2 separate regions of the Cricetulus griseus genome follow, and region 2 is linked to region 1. Evidence: chromatin contacts called from public Micro-C data. All regions are on one chromosome and are shown on one strand. Each heading gives the region's core, a stretch centred on a gene start, on an enhancer-like site or on the middle of the called end of the contact. The rest is flanking DNA. Distances are from core to core; before and after follow the strand shown.

Region 1 (5,703 bases), core at 3,165-5,664:
GGACCTTATTCAAAGGTACATTTGCCAGTCTCTAACTCCTTAATGTTTTAACAACATTTAGTTTTTAATTTTTTAAATGTGTGTTGGTGTTTTGCCTGCATAAATCTGTATGAGGGTACCAGATTCCCTGGAAATGGAGTTACAGACAGTTGTGAGCTGCCATGTGGGTGTTGGGAATTGAACCTGGATCCTCTGGAGGAGCAACCAGTGCTTTTAACCACTGAGCCATCTCTCCAGCCCCTAAAATTTATTTTTATTATTTAAGATTTTACTTGTTTTTTTTTTTTTTAAAGATTTTATTTATTATGTATACAACATTGTGCTTCCATGTACATCTGCACACCAGAAGAGGGCACCAGATCTCATAATGGATGGTTGTGAGCCACCATGTGGTTATGTGGTTGCTGGGAATTGAACTCAGGACCTCTGGAAGAGCAGTCAGTGATCTTAACCTCTGAGCCATCTCTCCAGCCCCCCCTTTTTTTTTGTTTTGTTTTGTTTTTCGAGACAGGGTTTCTCTGTGGCTTTGGAGGCTGTCCTGGAACTAGCTCAAACTCACAGAGATCCGCCTGCCTCTGCCTCCCGAATGCCGGGGATTAAAGGCGTGCGCCACCACTGCCCGGCTTTTACTTGTATTTGTATGAGTGTTGTGCCTGTATGTACATACATGTACTACATGTATGTCTGGTGCCCTCAGAGGACAGAGAAGGGCATCAGATCCCTGGAACTGGAGTTACTGATGGTTGTGAGCCACCATGTAGGTTCTGAGAACCACACCCAAGTCCTCTGCAAGAGCAGCCAGTGCTCTTAACTACTGGGACATCTCTCTGGCCTCTATAACATTTAATTTTACCACTTTTGTCAATATTAAAATTAAACACAAGAGCGAGACATGGTGGTGCACATCTATAATCACAAGAGTCAGGAAGCTGAAGCAGTAGAATCACTGAGTTCGAGGCTAGCCTGGGTTACATGGTTACATGGCAAGTTCCAGGCCAATCTAAACTACATAGGAAGAACTTGTCTCAAAAATAAGGGCCAAGAGGTGGTAGCTCATGCCTTTAATCCCAGTACTTGGAGGCAAAGGTAGACAGATCTCTGTGACTCCGAGGCCAGCCTGGTCTACAAAGTGAGTTCTAGGACAACCAAGGCTGTTACATAGTGAAACCTTGTCCTGGAAAACAAAAAAAGAAAGAAAAGAAAAAGAAGAAAGAAAGAAAGAAAGAAGGAAGGAAGGAAGAAAGAAAGGGAGGGAGGAAGGGAGGGAGGGGGGAGGGAAGAAAAAGAGCAAATGGGGAAAAAAAAAAAAAAAAAGACAGAACCAGCCAGCCTGATTTCCAGGGTTGCACCGGACCCCCACTTCACCTGGCTAACTCCCCGAAAAAAGGCCTCCTCAGCGAGACGGGCTGGCCCATCCACGGTCTTGCCATCATCCTCAGGTCCCCAGCTGGCACTGTAGATGTGGATGTGGTTGGGGTTCAAACCCAGCGAACGAGCCTCTACTGCGTCAGTCACCTCGCCATCCAACATGCGCACCCCTGGCCGCAGAGGAGGTGGGAAAAGGGATCTGCGTGGGTCCAGCTGCCAGGGGCACCCGTAGGCACAGGCCAGCCTGAACCCCAGGAGGAGCAAGAGAGAGGAGAGGCCAGTGCTGGGAAACCCAAAGCTCCTATCTATTGTCTGCCACTGTTTCTCATGAGCAGGACCCAAAGAAGAAAGGGGATGCTGTCTCCCCAAGCCACTCATTCTTCACTAGAAAGCCTTGGGCCTCAGAGGAGCAGGGATCGAAGGCTGTGATATGATTAAGGGAGGAGACTTCTGCTGAGAGGCTCCTATCCCACTCCACCATGCTACCAGCATGGGAGTCCAGCTTTTCCATTTGCTAAGGACCAGCATGCTGCCAAAAGCTCCATCGTGGAAGGTGGGGGGTAGACAGAGAGAACGTCCATGAGAGGTCCCCCCACCTTCAATGTTGGACCCAGGGCCAAGGCTCATACCCACCTCCAATTCGGGCGTTGTAAGCTACACCTACACCACAGACACCATTGTTGGCTACTGCTGCCACCTCACCCGCACACCGAGTGCCGTGCCTGCCGAGATCAAGAATACGGCATTAGTGGGTGTGGACAGAGTACAGCAGGTAACCCTGAGTCACATCAGTCACTCTTCCCTGTGGGGCCACCATCCTCTTTGCGATGATCATAACCTCCCTTGGATCCTGGTGCAGTGGATCTCTGAGTTTGAGGCCAGCCTGGTCTACAGAGCAAGTTCCAGAACAGCCAGGGCTACATATGGAAACCATGTCCCCCAAAACAAAAACAAAACTCCCTTGGGGGACCAGGACTATAAACAGGGACTCAGTTGTGGGTTTTTCTTGGGGGGGGGTTGAGGGGGTTGGGGTTTTTTTTGTTTTTGTTTTTGTTTTTTCTTTTTTTAGAGACAGGGTTGCTCTGTGTAGCTCTGGCTGTCCCAGGACTCACTGTGAACTAGGCTGACCTGGAACTCACAGAGATCCTCCTGTCTCTGCCTCCCAAGTGCTGGGATTAAAGGCGTGCGCCACCAATGCCCATCTTGGTGTTTTTTTGAGATAGGGTCTCACTATGTAACTTAGCTGGCCTGGAACTCACTATGTAGAGCAAACTCACAGAGATCTGCCAACTTCTCCGTCCCCAGTGCCAGTTTGATTAAAGGAGCCGCCACCATGCCCAGAAAGACTTCAGTTTTTAGGTGGGACTTGTGACATCAGACTCACCCTTGTGTCCTTAACTGGTAAGAGGGAAGACGCTCAGAGGCGGGAGCGTGATATTTCTCACCTGTTGTCATTCATCTGTGTATACCGAGGCTGAGGGTCAGGGTCCTGGTCATTGACATCAAAACTGGCTCCAGGATCCTGTAAGGACAGGGCCATCATCAGAAGCTGCCTCACCACACTGCCCACCGAGGGATCACCACCATTCTCCTCCATTCCTCACATAATTGCCTGCCAAGTCGGGATGGTTCTTCTCAATGCCGTCGTCCAGGATGGAGACCACAATGCCGTGACCTGTGAAGCCCTGGGCCCAGGCTTCCTTCACATTCAGGTCTCGCTGAGTGACACCAGACTGCAGAGACAACCAGCCCATAACCAGAGATATTTGGTCGCTAACTCAGAGAACCCATTCCACCCAAACCCTCTATCACCACCCATTGCCACTCCTTGTTTCCACTGGAAATGCATAGCTTCTGGGAAGGCAGGATGGGCTAGAACAGTGGTTCTCAAGCTGTGGGTTGTGAACACCCTCCCCAGCCCCTCCACCCCGGCAACCCTCTTATCTCCAGAAATATTTACATTCATAACAATAGCGAAATTACAGTTATGAAATAGCAATGAAAATATTGTTATGGTTGGGGGTCAGCACAACACGAGGAACTGTATTAAATAAAGAGCTACAGCATTAGGAAGGTTGAGAACCAATGAGTTAGTAAGCCTCATCCACTCACAGCACCTCACAGTGGTGGGGAAGAAGACCAGAACCCAAGGAGGCAGCATACCAGGTACCACTGCTGGGGAAACTTGGGGTCTGTGGGCTCCTGATACACGTCCCGCTTGGTCCTCCGTTTTGCTACCTGCTGCTCCAGCCACTTTACCTAGGGATGATATAGATGATATAGGTGTGTGTGGGGGAGGGAGGGGGGCTCAGAACAGAAGCAGTGGCAGCTGGAAGGGCCAGGGCCACACTTACTTGAGGCTCCCTCTGTAGCCGGATGTGTCGCTGGCGGTGAGGTGACAAGGACCGCTTTGTCACTGCTCTATGCCTGAAGTGGTAATAGTCACCAAAGATCTGCAATAAAGCAATGAGACCGAGATGGGCCTTCCATCTGCCAGTCCCTGGGGGAGGCAGAGAAGGGGGTGGACAAGGCTGCTGGGGAGGCTCACAAAGACAAGTGGTGATGGGGCATCTGTTCCCTGCTTAAGACCCACGAGAACATGCAGGGGATGGAGGGGGACACCCTCATTGAGATGTGCTGGTTTTTCTAAGCAACTATGATAAAAGCCCACTAACAGGACAATGCCACAGACCCCATCCCAGCCACCCAGAATCTGCCTCTTGCCCAGATGCCCTGGAAGACACTCTACTTTATGGTGCAAAAGCTTATGCCCTCACCCTCTCCACCACGAGGCAATGTCCTGAAGTTACACCAACAGGCCAGGTGAGAAACCTACCTGGCCCAGGTTGTGGAACCCATGCTTCCGTGCCACGCTGTCAGCCACAGCTGGGCCTCCAGAGATGTGCACAGCCCAAGTGTTGGTGAAGATCTTTTGGCCACGAGCATCAGCTGCTAGCAGGACCAAGGCTCCTGCTGCTGCTACCACCCATAGCAACCAGGGCCTCAGCTCCATGGGGGGGCAGATGACTGGGACCCCGGAGCTCCTGTCTCCCTGGCCTGGTCACAGGGCCTTGGCTGCCACGTGCCTGCTCACTGCCAGGGCCCCGGAGCTGACTGGCGGGGGCATGGGGCCGAGATGGGCAGGGCTGGGGAGCAGGGTGAGGGCAGGCTCTGAGGGAGCAAGAGGAAGAAAGGAAGAAGAGTCAGTTGGTTCTCATCACATACTAATACTCTCCTTCCTGTCTTCAAGGCTTAATCAGGGGCTAAAAAGGAGTTTCGGGGAGGTGGATAAAACAAACAAATACATGCTGGGCGTTGGTGGCGCATGCCTTTAATCCCAGCACTCGGAAGGCAGAGGCAGGCGGATCTCTGTGAGTCTGAGGCCAGCCTGGTCTCCAGAGCGAGTGCCAGGATAGGCTCCAAAGCTACACAGAGAAACCCTGTCTCGAAAAACCAAACCAAACAAACAAACAAACAAACACCCGAGACTCTGGGAAGATGGCTCAGTAGGGACAATTACTGTTGCCCAAGCATGAAGACCTGAGCCTGGAGTCCCAGAACCACATAAAAAGGTAGGCTTGGCAGCCTGTGTCTGTAACTCCAGCACCAGGGGCAGGACAAAGACAAAAGAATTGCTGGGGCTTGCTGGCTACCCAACCTATCCAAATTCACAAGCTTCAGGTTTGGGAAGAGACCCTGTCTCAAAACAAAACAAAACCCCCCCCAAACAATTGTCAGGGTTGGAGAGACGCTCAGTGCTTCTTTAAGAGCACATGTATGTAGCCCCTGCTCCTGCGGAGGACTAGCATTCTAGTCCTAGCACCTGTATGGATGGTTCACAACTACTTATAACCCCAGTTCCAAGGGATCCAATTCCTGCCCCATCCCCCAAAGCCTCACCACATACACACACACATACACACAAGCTGTCTTTGGAAGAATCCAGCCCCTATCCCTAAAGGTCAGCCAAACAGGCACATGGACCCATCATCTCCCTTCACAAGCCTTTCTCCGTTAAGAATACAATCAGGGCTTGAGTCATTCAAAATAAAAAAAAACAAACAATAACCAAAGAAAGAAAGCTACATTATAAAATGGCATGTACACCGGATTCCATTTTGTTTTCTTAAAACTATACATGCATATTTATACATAACCAAAACAAAATCTGGAAGGACACACACTAAAATGTTAACAATGGCTCCTTGGAGAGATGGTGAGAATTATGAGTAGCAACTGTTAGGTTTTTTTCTTTGTGCTATCGTATGTTCTCCTAATCCCTAAGTATAGTTTATAAAAGAATAACATGTTAGTGCTTTAAAAAATGAACAGGGT
Region 2 (5,877 bases), core at 2,385-4,884, 210 kb before region 1:
AAAGATTTATTGTAACAGGGTTTCTCTGTGTAGCTTTGGAGCCTATCCTGGCACTCGCTCTGGAGACCAGGCTGGCCTTGAACTCACAGAGATCTGCCTGCCTCTGCCTCCCGAGTGCTGGGATTAAAGGCGTGCGCCACCAACACTCAACCCAATATCATTTTCTTGATTCTGCAATATCTTAGATAATGGATAATGTCATCATTGGAAGGATTTGTCGATGAGTTTTTAGGGTAAATTTGTTCTTTTTTTTTTTTAAGAAAAAAAAACTTGTCAGGCGGTGGTGGCACACGCCTTTAATCCCAGCACTCGGGAGGCAGAGGCAGGCGGATCTCTGTGAGTTCCAGACCAGCATGGTCTACAAGAGCTAGTTCCAGGACAGCCTCCAAAGCCACAGAGAAACCTTGTCTCGAAAAACCAAAAAAAAAAGAAAGAAAGAAAGAAAAAGAAAAAAAAAACTTTATTATACCTTACTATCAATTTCATATAAATATATAAAAAGTGAACAGCCCCCATCTTCCCTTGCCCTCAAAGTCAAGTCCTTTGAAGAACTTTCTTCCTTTCTATTCTTAAGCACTGGGTGAGTCTGATTGCCCAGAGAGGGTGCTGCCTTCCCCCAATGTCACAGAGCAAGGTAGGGAAGATGGATGACAGGGAAGTAGGGGGAGGAGCTAGATGGGCAGGCAGCCGGGCACTGGCTCCTTGGAGTCCTGGGAGGCCCGGGCCTCAGCTGCTGCGTGGGAAAACTGCTCCTCGCTGCTTGGCCGGCCGGTAGGTGCCCTCTGACTGGCGCTTTTCTCGAAGTTTCCGAACCAGCAGGAACAGCAACACTGCTAGGAGGATGACTCCCAGGATGGAAAAGACCACAATGACGGCTACAACGGCCTCTGAAGGCAGGCCCCCATTGGAACAGAGTCTGGGGGTAGAGTCACATTACTTGTGAAAAAGTCCGGTGTTGTTTGGCTCCAGCCGGCGGGCAGCATCGGCAGACCAAATGCCAAGAGCAGCTGCCGCAGGCCTGGGGTCGCCATGAGCTTGGGCGACGATTGGTGGCGCCAAGGGCAGGACTTCCCCGGGCTTCAATTCCTACCGCATCTTGGGGTCGAAGCCGGCACCTGCGACCCGGGACCTGGCCCAGGCGTCTGAGAGGGACTTCGCGCAGGTTCCCAATTCCAGGTCCCCGACTGGAACCCGGAGTCTCTGTCCTTCACCCTGTTGCTCCGGATCCCACCCAAATTTGCAGATCCCACCCAAATTTGTTCTTTTTTTTTTTTTTAACTTTCTTTTGAAGATTTTATTATGCATACAGTGTTCTGCCTGCATGTATGCCTGTATGACAGAAGAGGGCACCAAACCTCATTACAGATGGTTGTGAGCCACCATGTGGTTGCTGGGAATTGAACTCAGCTCTGGAAGAGCAGTTAGTGGTTTTAATCTCTGAGCTATCTCTCCAGCTAATTTGTTCTGTTTTTACAACCTCCTAGGAGCCTGCAATTATTTTAAGACAAAATAGTTAACAGAAGGATTGGGGATGTAGCTCAGTAATGGGGGCTTGCCTAGTGTGCCCAAGGTCCTCAGTACATATACATACAGTAAAAAAACAATGATATGTGTAATTCTGCAATATATATTTTATAGGAACACATAAGAATAAAAGCATGGCCTGGTGTGGTGGTGCACATCTGGTGTACATAGAGTTTGAGGCCAGCCAAAGCTATATAGTGAGATCCTGTCACAAAAAGAAATAAGAAGAGCGTGTATGCATGCATTCTGATTGGCTAGTTTTATGTCAGCTCGACACAAGCTTGAGTCTTCAGAGAAGAGGAATTCTCAATTGAGGAAATGCCTCCATAAAGTCAGGCTGTAGGCAAGCCTGTAGGGAGTTTTCTTAATTAGTGATTGTTGGGGGAAGCCCCAGCCCACTGTGGGTGGGGCCATCCCTGGGCTGGTGGCCATGGGTTCCATAAGAAAGCAGGCTGAGCAAAGCTTTTGGAGAAAGCCAGTCAACAGCACATACCTACCTATGGCTTCTGCGTCCGCTCCTGCCTCCAAGTCCTTGCCCTGTGAGTTCCTGTCCTGTCTTCCTTTAGTGAAGGACTAAGATGTGGAAGCATAAGCCGAATAAGCCCTTTCCTCCCCAGCTTGCTTTTGGTTGAGATGTTTCATCACAGCAATAGTAAGCTTAACCAAGACCGCACATTAAACCCTTAGACCGGTAGTCTGTGGGGGGAGGGAGAGGGAAGGGGAACGCAGGATGAACACAGCTACATTAATCAAGGGGTGTTTGGAGCCAGGCCGATGGTGATTATGTATGGTGAACTGAAACCACATTAACTCCAACCTCCCCACACCTGAGGTCATGCAGTAGAAAGGGTGGCATTGACAGGATGTTGGGGCTGGTGGATCAATAATGGTAAAGACCTGGCCCTTTCTAATGGGACCTTTTCCAATGATGTTTTACCCAACAAAAGGAAGGTTGGAAGTGAAGGGGGAGAAACAATGATGGAGAGCAAAGAAGCTGTGGGGGAAGTTTTAGGGTACATTCTCTTGAGGGACATGGGTTAATGAAGGAACTAAGGAGACCACACAAACCAGCTGAGTCCACGGGCCTGGCAGGGGCCAGGATTCCTGGTGTTTTTCCGAGCAGCTGGTGCTCACTAGGGTGCTCAGGAAATTGAAACTGATTCTTTTTCATAGCCTCCAGGGCCACGGTGACCTTTGAGGGACCTCTAGTTTAGCTGTGCTTGCATCGTCCTTACCAGTAGACTTCCCGGAGCACTGCCCGGAAATCAGTGATAACAGAAAGGGTGGGGAGACTTCCAAAGCTATTTGCCTAAGTGCACTCACTACCTGAGCTAGAAACACAGTATATTTTACTGTTAAATTGCGTGCTCATGAAGAGGAAGCAAAAGGAAATAATTGAGGAAGTATCTAAAGGTTTATTGACAAGGATGCTCATCTCAGCATTTCTCAAGAGCCTTAATGTTCCATGGTAGAAGCTCCTTAAAAATTTATGTTGCTGCCCTGGGGGTCGTATACTTATCTCCAGAGGTGTGTGTCCCAAAGATCTCCAGATCTCCATGCCAGCAGGACCTACATAACAGACCCTGTCTAAAAACAAATGTGTGTGTGTGTGTGTGTGTGTGTGTGTGTGTGTGTGTATAGATAAGAGTAATAGCCTAGCATGCATGAAGACTTGTTTTGCACCTTCAGTATCCTGTAACTCAGATGTGGTTATCTGCCGTTCCCTTATCCCAGGGATTGTGGAGGCAGGGGGATCAGAAATTCAAGATCATTTCTCATTTCCTCCTCCAAAATACACACTAGTACTCCCTACGCCCGGGTGGTATTACTTTTCACTGTTTTCAACCTTCCTGCAGTAAACATGTGTTAAGTAACAGGTTTTTGTAGATAGGTTAATAACCAGCGTTCTTTTTCTGCTGGAGCTCTTTCTGAGAAGGCAGAGGATCATGCACTTAGTACTCATCTGGGCCCCGGAAGCGCTGGCCCTTGGCCTATTAACGTCTCCAGCCTCTTAACCAGCCAGCTCTGGCCAGCTCAGCCACTTACGTGCCCAGAACTGGTTGTTTCAGGAACCGCCCAGAAAGCTGCTGTCCCCTTCTGTAAGATAGGAGAACCAGGACGCAAGGGCTGGAGAGGGACAGGCCAAGGTCACTTGATAAACGCTGTTTATATTTATACTATCTCCCAGCTCTGTGGGTCGCAGGTTTGTGGGCGGAGCCGTGAGTGGTGCGAGCCGTGAGAGGCGACTCTGCACTCCTCTCTTCTCTTCGCCTCCATTGTAAACAATACTACTATTATTGAGGGTTGACCAGGCGCCAGGTGTGTGCTGTGTGCTTCTCACGACGCTGAGGTCCCTGTTGGTTTCATGCTCACTTTGCAGGCGAACTAAGGCTCAGAGAGGTTAAGACACTTGCCCTAGCTAACACAACCGGTTAAGTGTTAGTGGATCTGGGTTCCAATTCTATGGATAGGAGCAGATTCCAGCTAGGGAGACCACCAGCGAGCAAACCAAGGTCAGAAACGGGTGCAACCCAGTAGAATTGGGTCTTTGTGGGCGGCACAGTCGTGCTGGGGGGCCCTGGCCCAACGTGGGTAGCATCGTGTCTTGAACTGCTGGATCAGGCTAGGGGACCGTGGAGCAGCGGACCAGAGCCAAGGAGAGTACCTCCGGACAATTCCCGAAAACGCGGGGAGGGGGGGCGGGGCTTGGCAGCTGCCCAGCAGTTCCGGGGACACCGCGCAGGAGCGCTGGACGCAGGGTGTTCATGATACACGCTCCGGATCCCCAGGGACGGCAACCGGACGACCTGGCAGTGGGAATGAGTCTGTGGAACTTCGGAGCTGCGCGCAAGTAGCCTTGTCGTGGGAGATAACTCCTCCCAGGTAGGGGACCGGGAGAGGTGGGAGCTGAGGTCTGGGGGGGGGCTGACAGGACAAGCCCTGGCCTTCGCCGTCACCCCCCACCTTTCTCCCGCCCCTCTCTCCCAAGAGGGCGCCACCTGCACGCTCTGATGGGCACCAGCCGGGGCCAGTGGGGGAGCCTGTTGCCATGGCAGCGCAGGAGGTTGGGCCCACGTTCCCATGGCCACCGGGGGCCTCTTCGCGAATCCTTTTACAGTGTCTTTCAACACCGCCCCCTACTCCTCAGCCGGGAGGAAAATTACTAGGAAAAAGGCCTTAGGCTCCTCCTCTGAATGTTTGTGGTTGTGACCTCTGAGTTAGGGCCTTTGTCATGGCTTCTTTCTTCTCTCTGAACAACAATGTGGATTAAGGGCCCGGAGGGGGAGGAAGTTGGGGTCCTGGGAATGAGGCTTTAGCCTCTCCTTAGCTGTTCTAGTTTAGCACAGAGACTCAGGAGGCCTGGGTCACTTAGAAGGTCATCAAACCTCTGTTCACATTCCCTCACCTGTCATGTGAATATGTTGTTTAAGAATCACAGGAAGGGCTGGGAAGATGGCTCAGCAAGATAGGCGCTTGCTGCCAAGCCCAAGGACCTGAGTTATGTTTCCAGGACACACATTGCCCTCTGACCTCCACCTGTGCAGCTTGGCACATGCTATGGCCATCATACATGCAAACACACATAAAGTTAGTAAGTAAAAGGTGACAAACTTGAAAGAAAAAAAAAGGTATTGGGAGTCATCATAAGGGCCGACTGCCTAAGAACTGGATTCGTTGGAACTGGGGGAGATTGAGGAATCACCTTTCCCCTTCTCTTCCTTTGTTTTCACAGGGGAAGATGGACCTAGAGATACCCAGTTATCTCCTGGGCGATAAAGTCAGTGAGCAGGTAGAAAGGTCAGGATTTCAACTTAGGCTCTTTCCTAGGCTGTGGTTGAGAGTGATTTTTTTTCTTCTTCTGAAAATCAGAGAACTAGGAGTTATATCTTTTTTGCACTTAAGGTCTTGAACTCTCAGTGACAGGTGATCTAAAGATGGGGTGGGATGTGTGTGGCAGTATGGCTTACAGGATAAAGGTGCCTAGGTGTCTTCAAGCCCTGATGACCTGACCTGATCCCAAGTCCTACATGGTGGAGGCGAGAATGACCTCCTGAAAGGATCCCCTGACCTCCGCATACATGATACACATGCTCCCTCCCTCCCATGTAAGTAAATAAATGTCATTTAAGAAATGATGGTGATGGCGCAGGCCTTTAGTCCTAGCACTCCGGAGGCAGAGGCAGGCAAAATCTCTGTGAGCTTGAAACCAGCCTGGTCTACAAGAGCTAGTTCCAGGACAGCCTCCAAAACCACAGAGAAACCCTGTCTCGAAAAACAAAGAAAAAAAAGAAAAAGAAAAAGAAATGATGGAGATGGGGCCAGTGTAGCTTGGTGGTAGAGCACAATATTTAG

Evidence for each region. Hi-C and Micro-C count contacts between places; a contact is called where the count stands out from the background.
Region 2: a Micro-C map of the CHO-K1 cell line shows a contact between it and region 1, with 5 times the contacts expected there. The contact joins the promoter of Sema4b here to the promoter of Furin in region 1. A contact is called at or near these places in 2 of 8 Hi-C or Micro-C datasets (both in the CHO-K1 cell line).

Annotation. Positions count from the first base shown.
Region 1 is chr3:117,205,489-117,211,191 of CriGri-PICRH-1.0, reverse strand. Furin (furin, paired basic amino acid cleaving enzyme) reads right to left here and starts at 4,414. Exons shown (of 15, transcript NM_001243986.1): 1 at 4,205-4,414; 2 at 3,723-3,821; 3 at 3,532-3,627; 4 at 2,973-3,101; 5 at 2,814-2,890; 6 at 2,002-2,090; 7 at 1,366-1,538. The coding sequence starts at 4,381.
Region 2 is chr3:117,418,785-117,424,661 of CriGri-PICRH-1.0, reverse strand. Sema4b (semaphorin-4B) reads left to right here and starts at 3,634. Exons shown (of 15, transcript XM_027408230.2): 1 at 3,634-4,407. It also overlaps the pseudogene LOC100761635.